Regions from separate parts of the Oryza sativa genome. Here region 1 is linked to region 2. The links are chromatin contacts, called in public ChIA-PET maps. All regions are on one chromosome and are shown on one strand. The core of a region is the stretch at or near the end of the contact, and the rest is flanking DNA. Distances in the headings are between cores, read along the strand shown.

Region 1 (4,148 bases), core at 88-2,587, 56 kb before region 2:
CGTCCCTACAAATATTTTTTTATGAAAAAATTATGTATGTGTCGGGGTATTAAACGTGAGATCTTGGATTAAAAAAAACACACCCCTTATCAATGTAATATCAACTGCATATAATAAGAAAGTAGCATTGGAGGTTGAGCAGTTAAAGGGTATTTAAAAATAAAATTTCTAAATACTCATAAAGTTAGAATCAATTTATTTTAGAACACAATTTAAACTTAGTAAATTTATTTTATGCGGAGCAGTAATCTACAACGTCCACCCACACGAGACCGTCATGTTCTCCACCGCATTTATCCATCGCTTTGACCGGGTGTGCGTCAGATACCTACGTTGACCCAGCCACGCAGGACCCACCGGTCCCCCACACACCTCACTCTCTCTCCCACCATCTCACTGACAAGTGGGACCACCATAAGCTGGAATAATTGGTGTCCTCGAGCACGGGGCACGTGAAAATCCCCAAAAGTTTTATCGCTGCATTAATTTTCTGTACTACTAGTACTTAAAAAAACAACAGTAAATAAATACTCCAAGACAAAGCTACAGCTAATCAATCGCTTACGTCCCACCGCGACTCGTGTGAACGCGTCCAAAATTTTCCTCGAGAAAATAAATTTGGAAACAGCTCGTTCGCCGGGTCATGTGAACGCGGACGAAAAAGAGAAAAATATCTTACCAACTGAATTTTCTAGTAACTCCTCGGTTACGCGGAAATTATAAATACGGGATAAAGAGCGGCCAAATTTAGCTACACCAAGTAACGCCTGAGAATTCCGCGGATTTTAAGGGGACTAAAGTGTAAAAGTGTCCCGCTACCGAGTCCGACTCCTCTCTTCTCCATATATATATATATAATTTCTAGGGTTCAAGCTATTTTATTCACCTTTTGATTTTCCGGTAAATCCAATTTTTCTCTCTTCTCTAGTCTCTCTTTTTGTTTCGTCGTAGATTTCTTGGAGAATTTTGGTCGTGAAAATTTTCGAGGAGCCGTGGAGTTTGTGAGGAGACGGTGGAATAATAAGATGGGGAATTTTAGCGCGGCTTGGTTCGTCCATCGATAAATTCCTCTATTTTTTCCGTGTACTTATATTTTTTTTGGCCGTATTTCGTAGCGAGAAAATTTTCCCGGTGAAAATTCTCTCTGTTTTTTTTTTTGCTTTTCCCCTTATTTCCGCGCAACTGTGAAAAAGAAAAAAACGAATCTTGTGAAAAGGAAAAAGGGGAAAAGAAAAGAGAAAATCGGGGAGTTTGTAGCAGTTGTTTGCTAGTGTTTGAGCTGGAGTACACTCTCCCGTGCGCTTTCTTGATCTCGTTGAATTCCGCGCTGATTTCCGAGTTCGTGGGAATCGTTTGTGCGCGGAGGGGGTAGCTGGGCGAGGTCTTGGGGGGTGATTTTTGCGGAGAAATTCTGTTGTTGTTGGATGCAAGGAGGGGCCATGTCGGCGGCGGCGACGGCGACGGCGAGCGAGGCGGCGGCGTACGGCGGCGTGGGCATGAGCAAGAGCGGGGCCCTGCAGCCTCAGCCGCCGCACGGCGCCGCCGCCGCGGTGCGCCTCGCCTACACCCACGACGGCATCGCGGTGTACAAGCACACGCCGCCGCCGCCGGTGTACCAGACGCCGGCCGCCGTCGCCGCCCCGTCGCCGCCCGTCCGCGGCAATGGCGGTGCGCCCGCGTCCGCCGAGCAGCACAAGCGCAAGCGCGGCCGACCGCGCAAGTACGCCGTCACGGACGTGCCGCTCGCCGTCGTGCCACCCTCGCCGCCAAAGGCTGCGGCCGCCGCCGGCGCCAGCGCCGCCCAGTCTCCGGCGACGCCCACGCTGCCGCCGGGCTTCTCGTCGGGCCTGGCCGCGTACGGAGGCGCCGCGGCGAGCCAGCCGGCGCCACGTCAGGCTCCGCCGGCATCCGGGCGCGTGCTACCTCACAAGAAGAGGGGCCGGCCGCCGGGCTCCGGCAACAAACAGCAGCAGCGGCCTCAGCACAAGAAGGCAGCAGCTCCAGGTATAATGCTTTGTCTTGTGCCTTGTTTGTTGTAGCAACTACTCACTTCGTGTTACTATATTGGATATATGATGGTATTCCTTTGTGATACATGTATAGTTGTATACTCTCCGTTTAACAAACCAATCTAGGGAGGATTTGACATAACCTTCTGTTCAGATTCATTATCCTAGGTTATATCAAATTCTCTCTTAAATTGGTTTATTTTGCGAGGGAGTGAGAGAATGCTACTTCAATCAGTATGGGCAAAAGGGCATCTGGTATTTTTTGGTTGTTGTCGTGGTGACAAGCAGACAGCAGCACGCCATAAGAGTATGTAGGCATGAGGATGAAGGGGACTAGAGTTGTGGGGGGGAGGGAATGGAATATCTGCTGATGATGATAATGACCTTTATGCCCTTGGTGTTGCTATGCGCTTGTAGTAGTTGCTGGAAGTTTCTTTCTGAGGATGAACCCAACTGGAAGTTCGTGGGTTGTGTTCAGTTGTTCTACTGTATTCAGGATCACTGCTTCAAGGTGAATTGGTGTAGTAGTGATCATATTATGGATATGAGAACCTGTCCTGCTAGTTCATTCTGAAAAGTAACACTGCTTTAGTTCTATTTTTGCTTATGAGTAATTGTGGTTTTAGCTCATTTATCCTCTGATGTCTGTGGAATAGGTGTTTATGTAAACCCTGTCTTGTGGGTTTTGTTGATCTACATTGCCAATAAAGATGTTCTAATTCCATCATTAAAATTAATTGTTTGTTGAAAAAGGGAGTATTTGTTATCCTTTTCCTTAGCTGGAATTATCTGGCCATTCATCCCTTTTTGAATTTGATTCTGGGAATTTTAGTAACAATAGTTGCAATTGTTTCTTAGCTGGAATTATCTGGCCATTCACCCCTTTTTGAATTTGATTCTGGGATTTTAATAACAATAGTTGCAATTGTTTTTTTGCCTCTCATAGTTAGTTTCCTAATGCATGGCTACTCTTAGAATCCTGTGTTGCTATTTCTTCAAGAATTATACCAAAGATTGTGAAACATTTGGAAGGTGTTAGTTCTATCTAGTGCCTTATGCTCATGAGTGCTTTGAATCATCAGTTTATCTTTATTACAATATTATCTGTACTTCATTAATATGAAAATTTTCTTTGAATTCTTGCAGGATCTAGTGTGATTGGATTGAAGCCTAGCGTCATCACAGTGCAAGTTGGAGAGGTACAGTGTTACTATCCCAGGCATATCCTAGAGATGCCCTTTTGTGGTGTTAGGATTTTCTTTTATTAAGATATCATCATATTTGGTGGTCTAACTTACAAAATCTGTACATGCCCTTTTAGGCAATATGCTCTGTTTTTAATTTTTTAGCTGTACTCAGTATTTATTGTGCCAATGAAGGTCCTTTTTTATAGTTTTTGATGCAAAGTTTGTTCTTACTATGTGATTGCTGTTTCTCTATCATGCTTTACATATCAATTTCTTTTAATTTTTTAATACAATGTCTTTTTCTTGGTGTACTGGTGATGAAGCTTTGCTTAATTCTCTAGGATGATTAACTTTCCATTTGTCAACAGTTTTTGCAACAAGTACGGTCTATCTCTATTCAATACACTTTAGGTGTAAAGTTAGTTTGTTAGTTGTTTCATCAAGCTCCCTGCTTGAATGCACACCAGTCAAATGAATATTTTTCATTATTGTACATTTCAAATCTTTAACTGAACTCAAGCTATAATAAATTTTATTTTCTTCATTCAGCCTCATGATATCAATTTAGTATTTGTTGCTGCCAATTTTTTTTTGTGTGCTTTTTTTATTGAATTGCCAGATGCAAACAGATGAATACCTCTATTTGCGTAAATTTGATCTGTCCATGTATTCTCTTAAATGATTGACCTATTCCCATCAAGAATTATTCCCTAAATAATGCATATTTGTGAATGATAATTCTTCAAGAATTTGTGGTGATAATATACAGAATATATGGAACCAGTTTCACGTCCCTTTGAATTGTATGCTTATTATTAGTTCATATGGACCGTCAATAGTAATGTGCAAACATTGGTTGGAACTCTTTTTTTTTTTTTTGAATCTGTGTACTTATTAATATAATTCAATAATTTAATAAATATATACAGGGTTGCTATAAATTTCGTCTGCA
Region 2 (4,053 bases), core at 332-2,831:
TTCTTCAACTCCTCGAGCATTGCAGTGTACCTTCACCATATATACAATAGATAGACATAATAAAATGTTAGAGCATTGCCCAGTAGTTGGTTTGGTTAATATTAATCTGGAGAAAATGCACGACGCAAAGACATGCTTGTTCCGGAAGCAGTAAAAGAGCCATGGGACCAAATGGTAATTAAATGTCTGATTCTTGAAACATAAAATTGGACTATATTCATAAGTCATGACAAAGAAAAACAATATAAATGGAGACAATTTCATTTTCCAGACAAATATTGTATGACCAAAATAAAATGGGCACAACTTTTCTGGTGATGGCCAAATTAGTATTGCCTCCAGTAAAAGAGGAATGTTTTACTTTTCAGTAACAATTTATGCCACCTTGAAACTGAACTTTGTTAGGACTAATTTGAAAAGAGTTGTGAATATTTTTCATGATGGATTGCTTGCACCATTTTCATATATACCAAAACTATGTATTTTTAGGAATATTGTCCAAATAAACATGTTTTTACTACACCCTATTCTAGGATGACATGTCTTTTAGCACAGAGGGGTAATAACATCTGGGGGTTATTTGGCACATTCAAATGGATGCACATCCAAATTCCAGTTTCCCAGGACCAACGAGTGCCTTCCTCCATAATTTTATTTATCAGGGTAACACAAATGGCACATTCCACAACACTAATATAAAGACTGGAAGGGTGATTATGTTTCCAATTCATAAAGACTAAAATTGTGCAATACTTTGGCTGCAAAACATGGCAAGAAAAGGATAAGTAGTGCTAACCTCAATCCGTAAACTAAACACAAGGGGATATTACCATGGTTCGACACATGCTAAACACACCAGGCATACCTTTGAGACCAAGAATGAGTGAAAACTCCATATTAAAGGGTCTTTTCGCACATTATATGTTTGATGCCCCGGAAATGCATCCACACCCAAAAATAGAAACAAAGTACTACTCTATCTCAGGCAAACAAGCATGTACCATCCACCACTACCTACCAGTACCTTTACCTTGAGTTCCAGGAGACAAACGTGCGCAATCATCAACCAATCATCGATCACTAACCAAAGCGGATGCGCACATACCTCTGGGCAAACTTCTCGGCCTTGGCGGGCGCATCGGGCACCGTGGGGTCGTTCTCCGCGCGCTGCCTGCGTTGCGGGAGATCAAAATCAACACGGACCGAGTAGAGCTCAGAATCCGCCGCGGGCGGCAGGGGGCAAGGAGGCCTTCCTTACCTGAAGGAGGGGACGGAGTTGAGGAAGAGGTCGATCCACTGGATCTCGACGGGGGTGGCCTTTCGCGGGTTGTCGGAGGCGAAGCGGTAGGGGATGGTGCAGGCCCTGTACGTGCTCTCCACCGGCGCCTGCAGCAGCGGGAACGGCACCGACGGCGACGAGCTCTCCATGTGCTCCGGCTTACTAGTCAGATCGCTCCTCCTGCTCGTCGGCGGCGGCGGCTGGGATTCGTGGGGTGGTTAGGTAACCGCCTAAACTTGGGGCGCCGTGAGATCCGGCGGTGAAGTGGTTATTCTGCACGCGAGGAAGACGGAGGAGAAGGCGAAGGGGAAGCAACCGCCGCTCGCCACAGATGCATATTCTGCTCACGTAACATGGGCTTTAGAGGCCGAAATGGCCTAATGCCTGGCCCATTAGACTGTGGCTTTGCAGAGAGAAGAAGTTCACTATGGCTCCCTCTATTTGTCGCCCATCCGATTTTCGCCCCTTGGTCACAAAACCGAGTATGATGGGTCCCCAACTTACGAAACCGTCTAAATGAGGTCCCTCGGTAGTATTGTGCCTGGTTTTCTATTGAGGTGGCGCCTACGTGACTCCTTTTGCCTAGGTCTTTGTCCAATGTGTAATTGACAAGGCTGAGAGCTATTGCAAATGCAACTTAGAATTGAATTCAACACACTCTGATGCTTTGTATCATTGCTAAATCACAAATAAGGTTCCAGATTACCAAAGCACGTGTCGTTTTGCAAGTTTAATGCTGACACTGTCACCATCTAATCTCAGGATGAACCAATTTGCAGGAATTATCTGTGATGATTCGTGTGCAAGTAACCGACGAGATTCAGTAATTAGACTTTCAGAATTAAGAGATTGACTGGTACCGCATTGGCAGATCTATCCAATTCAACATTGCTTCCTATCATTGCTAAATCACAAACAAGGCATCAAATTACCAAAGCTTTTATGGTTTTGCAAAGTTTAATGCTGACATTGTCACCATCTAATCACATAGAATTAATTATCTGTGAGGATTCGTGTGCAAATGTCTGACGAAATTAACAAGCAAGGAATTGGGAGGGCTCACCTCCATCGCCTGAGAGCATCTCCAACTGAATGACTATTTTTGACTCCAAATACCTATTTGGCTAGCCCGATAAAAATTTAGAGAGTCAAGTTTGTCTTCTATTCCAACAGACTCTCCACATTCCACTCTCTAATAACCAATGGACCCCACATGTGATTCTCCTTCTCTTTCTTCTTCCTCCCCCTCTCTCCAATCCTCTGCTCGTGCTCCTGCTCGTGCCAGGCGACGGCGAAAGTGAGGAAAGCAAGGTGACAGCGTGGCCGACGGCGGCGGTCGCGGCCGGCGACGACGTGGACGACGGCAGAGGTCGTGGACGGCGGCGGAGGTTGCGGCGGGCGACGGCGCGGATGATGGTGACGCTGCGGAGGCGGTGGCGAAGGCGTCGAGCCGCCCCGCCGCCGCTCCCTCCCTCCCTCGCTGCACTAGGATGCTGACGACGGCGGCGCTGTGTCGGTAGATCGAGGACGACGGCGTGGGCGTGCAGATTAGGACGAGAAGGAGCCGCTGCGAGGAAAGGGAGGCGATGGCGCAGCCGACGGTGGCGGTCTCGGCCGGCGATGGCGCGGACGACAGCAGAGGGCGCGGACGGCAGCGGCGGTTGCGGCGGGTGACGGCGCGGCCGACGAAGGTCGAGGCCGGTGCTTGCGTGGCCGGCGACAGTGCGGACGATGGCGGAGGTTGCAGCCGGCGAGGGCGCGGACAGCGGCGGCCGTGAGCCCTCGCGTCCTCGTCGTCGAGCCGCCTCACCGTTGCGCCCCGCTGTCGCGCCCCGCCGTCGAGCCGCCTCGCCGTCGAGCCGTCGCGCCCTCGCCGTGAGCCGTCTCGCTTCTCGCGGGCCTTCGTCGCCCCTCCCTCACCGTTGCCCCGATCCATCTCCCATGCGTGTTTTCGTGGGGACCACCGTTAGCCAGTGACTTCGGCTGGCCAAATTTGGCTAAGGGAGGGAGTGTTTTGGCCAGCCAGATGGCTTGGCCATCCAGTTGGAGAGGCTGTTGGAGGAGTTTATTTTTTTGCTAGAGTAGCTAAAATTTGGCTTGGAGAGGCTGTTGGAGATGCTCTGAGAAGCGCGAGGGAGGCACTGTGGCCTGGCCTGCCCTTGCGGCTGCTTTTGAGAGAGGTAGCCCGGCTAACGAATGGGGATGCTCTTCGGTGCGGCCCCCCATGTGCTGCTTCCGCGAGTAGAGCGGCTTCGCTTGCGTCTCTCCTCTCCCACCCGACTCCGCCGCTCCTCTCCCACCCCGCCGTCGCCCGCTCTGGCTACCGCTCCGCCCTGCCGTCGTCTGCTCCGCCACTCCGGCCGCCGTCCATCCTGCTCCGCTGGCTGGAGAGCGATAGAAGAGGGAGAGAGGAGAAAGAGAGAGGGGGACAGAGAGAAGAGGGTAGTGAGGATGACGTGTGGGTCCTCATGTGCCCACCATTTTTTATTATTTGTGTGCGACTGACATATGGGTCCCATGAGTTTTATTATTTTTTGCGGATACAATTGCCACGTAAGTGCCACGTCAATGACAAGTTGAACAAAGACCTAGTCAAAGGAGGCACGTAGGCGTCACCTCAGCAAAAACCGGACACAATACTGCTGAGGGACCTCATTTAAACGGTTTCGTAAGTTGGGGGACCCGTCGTACCTGGTTTTATGATTAAGGGACAAAAATCGTACTGGGCGACAAATAGAGAGACCCACAGTGAACTTATTCCTTGCAGAGAGGAG

The links. ChIA-PET counts read pairs in DNA pulled down with a chosen protein or histone mark.
Region 1: a contact with region 2 is called in an H3K27ac ChIA-PET map of leaf, with 4 times the contacts expected there. The contact joins the promoter of LOC4340908 here to the promoter of LOC4340905 in region 2. A contact is called at or near these places in 1 of 15 Hi-C or Micro-C datasets (panicle) and 1 of 4 datasets of contacts at active chromatin or transcription factors (leaf).

The regions. Positions count from the first base shown.
Region 1 is chr6:12,945,412-12,949,559 of ASM3414082v1, reverse strand. It overlaps LOC4340908 (AT-hook motif nuclear-localized protein 10), which reads left to right and starts at 1,337. Exons shown (of 5, transcript XM_015786084.3): 1 at 1,337-2,004; 2 at 3,156-3,208. The coding sequence starts at 1,425.
Region 2 is chr6:12,890,067-12,894,119 of ASM3414082v1, reverse strand. LOC4340905 (damage-control phosphatase At2g17340) reads right to left here and starts at 1,581. Exons shown (of 12, transcript XM_066311594.1): 1 at 1,259-1,581; 2 at 1,106-1,171; 3 at 1-30.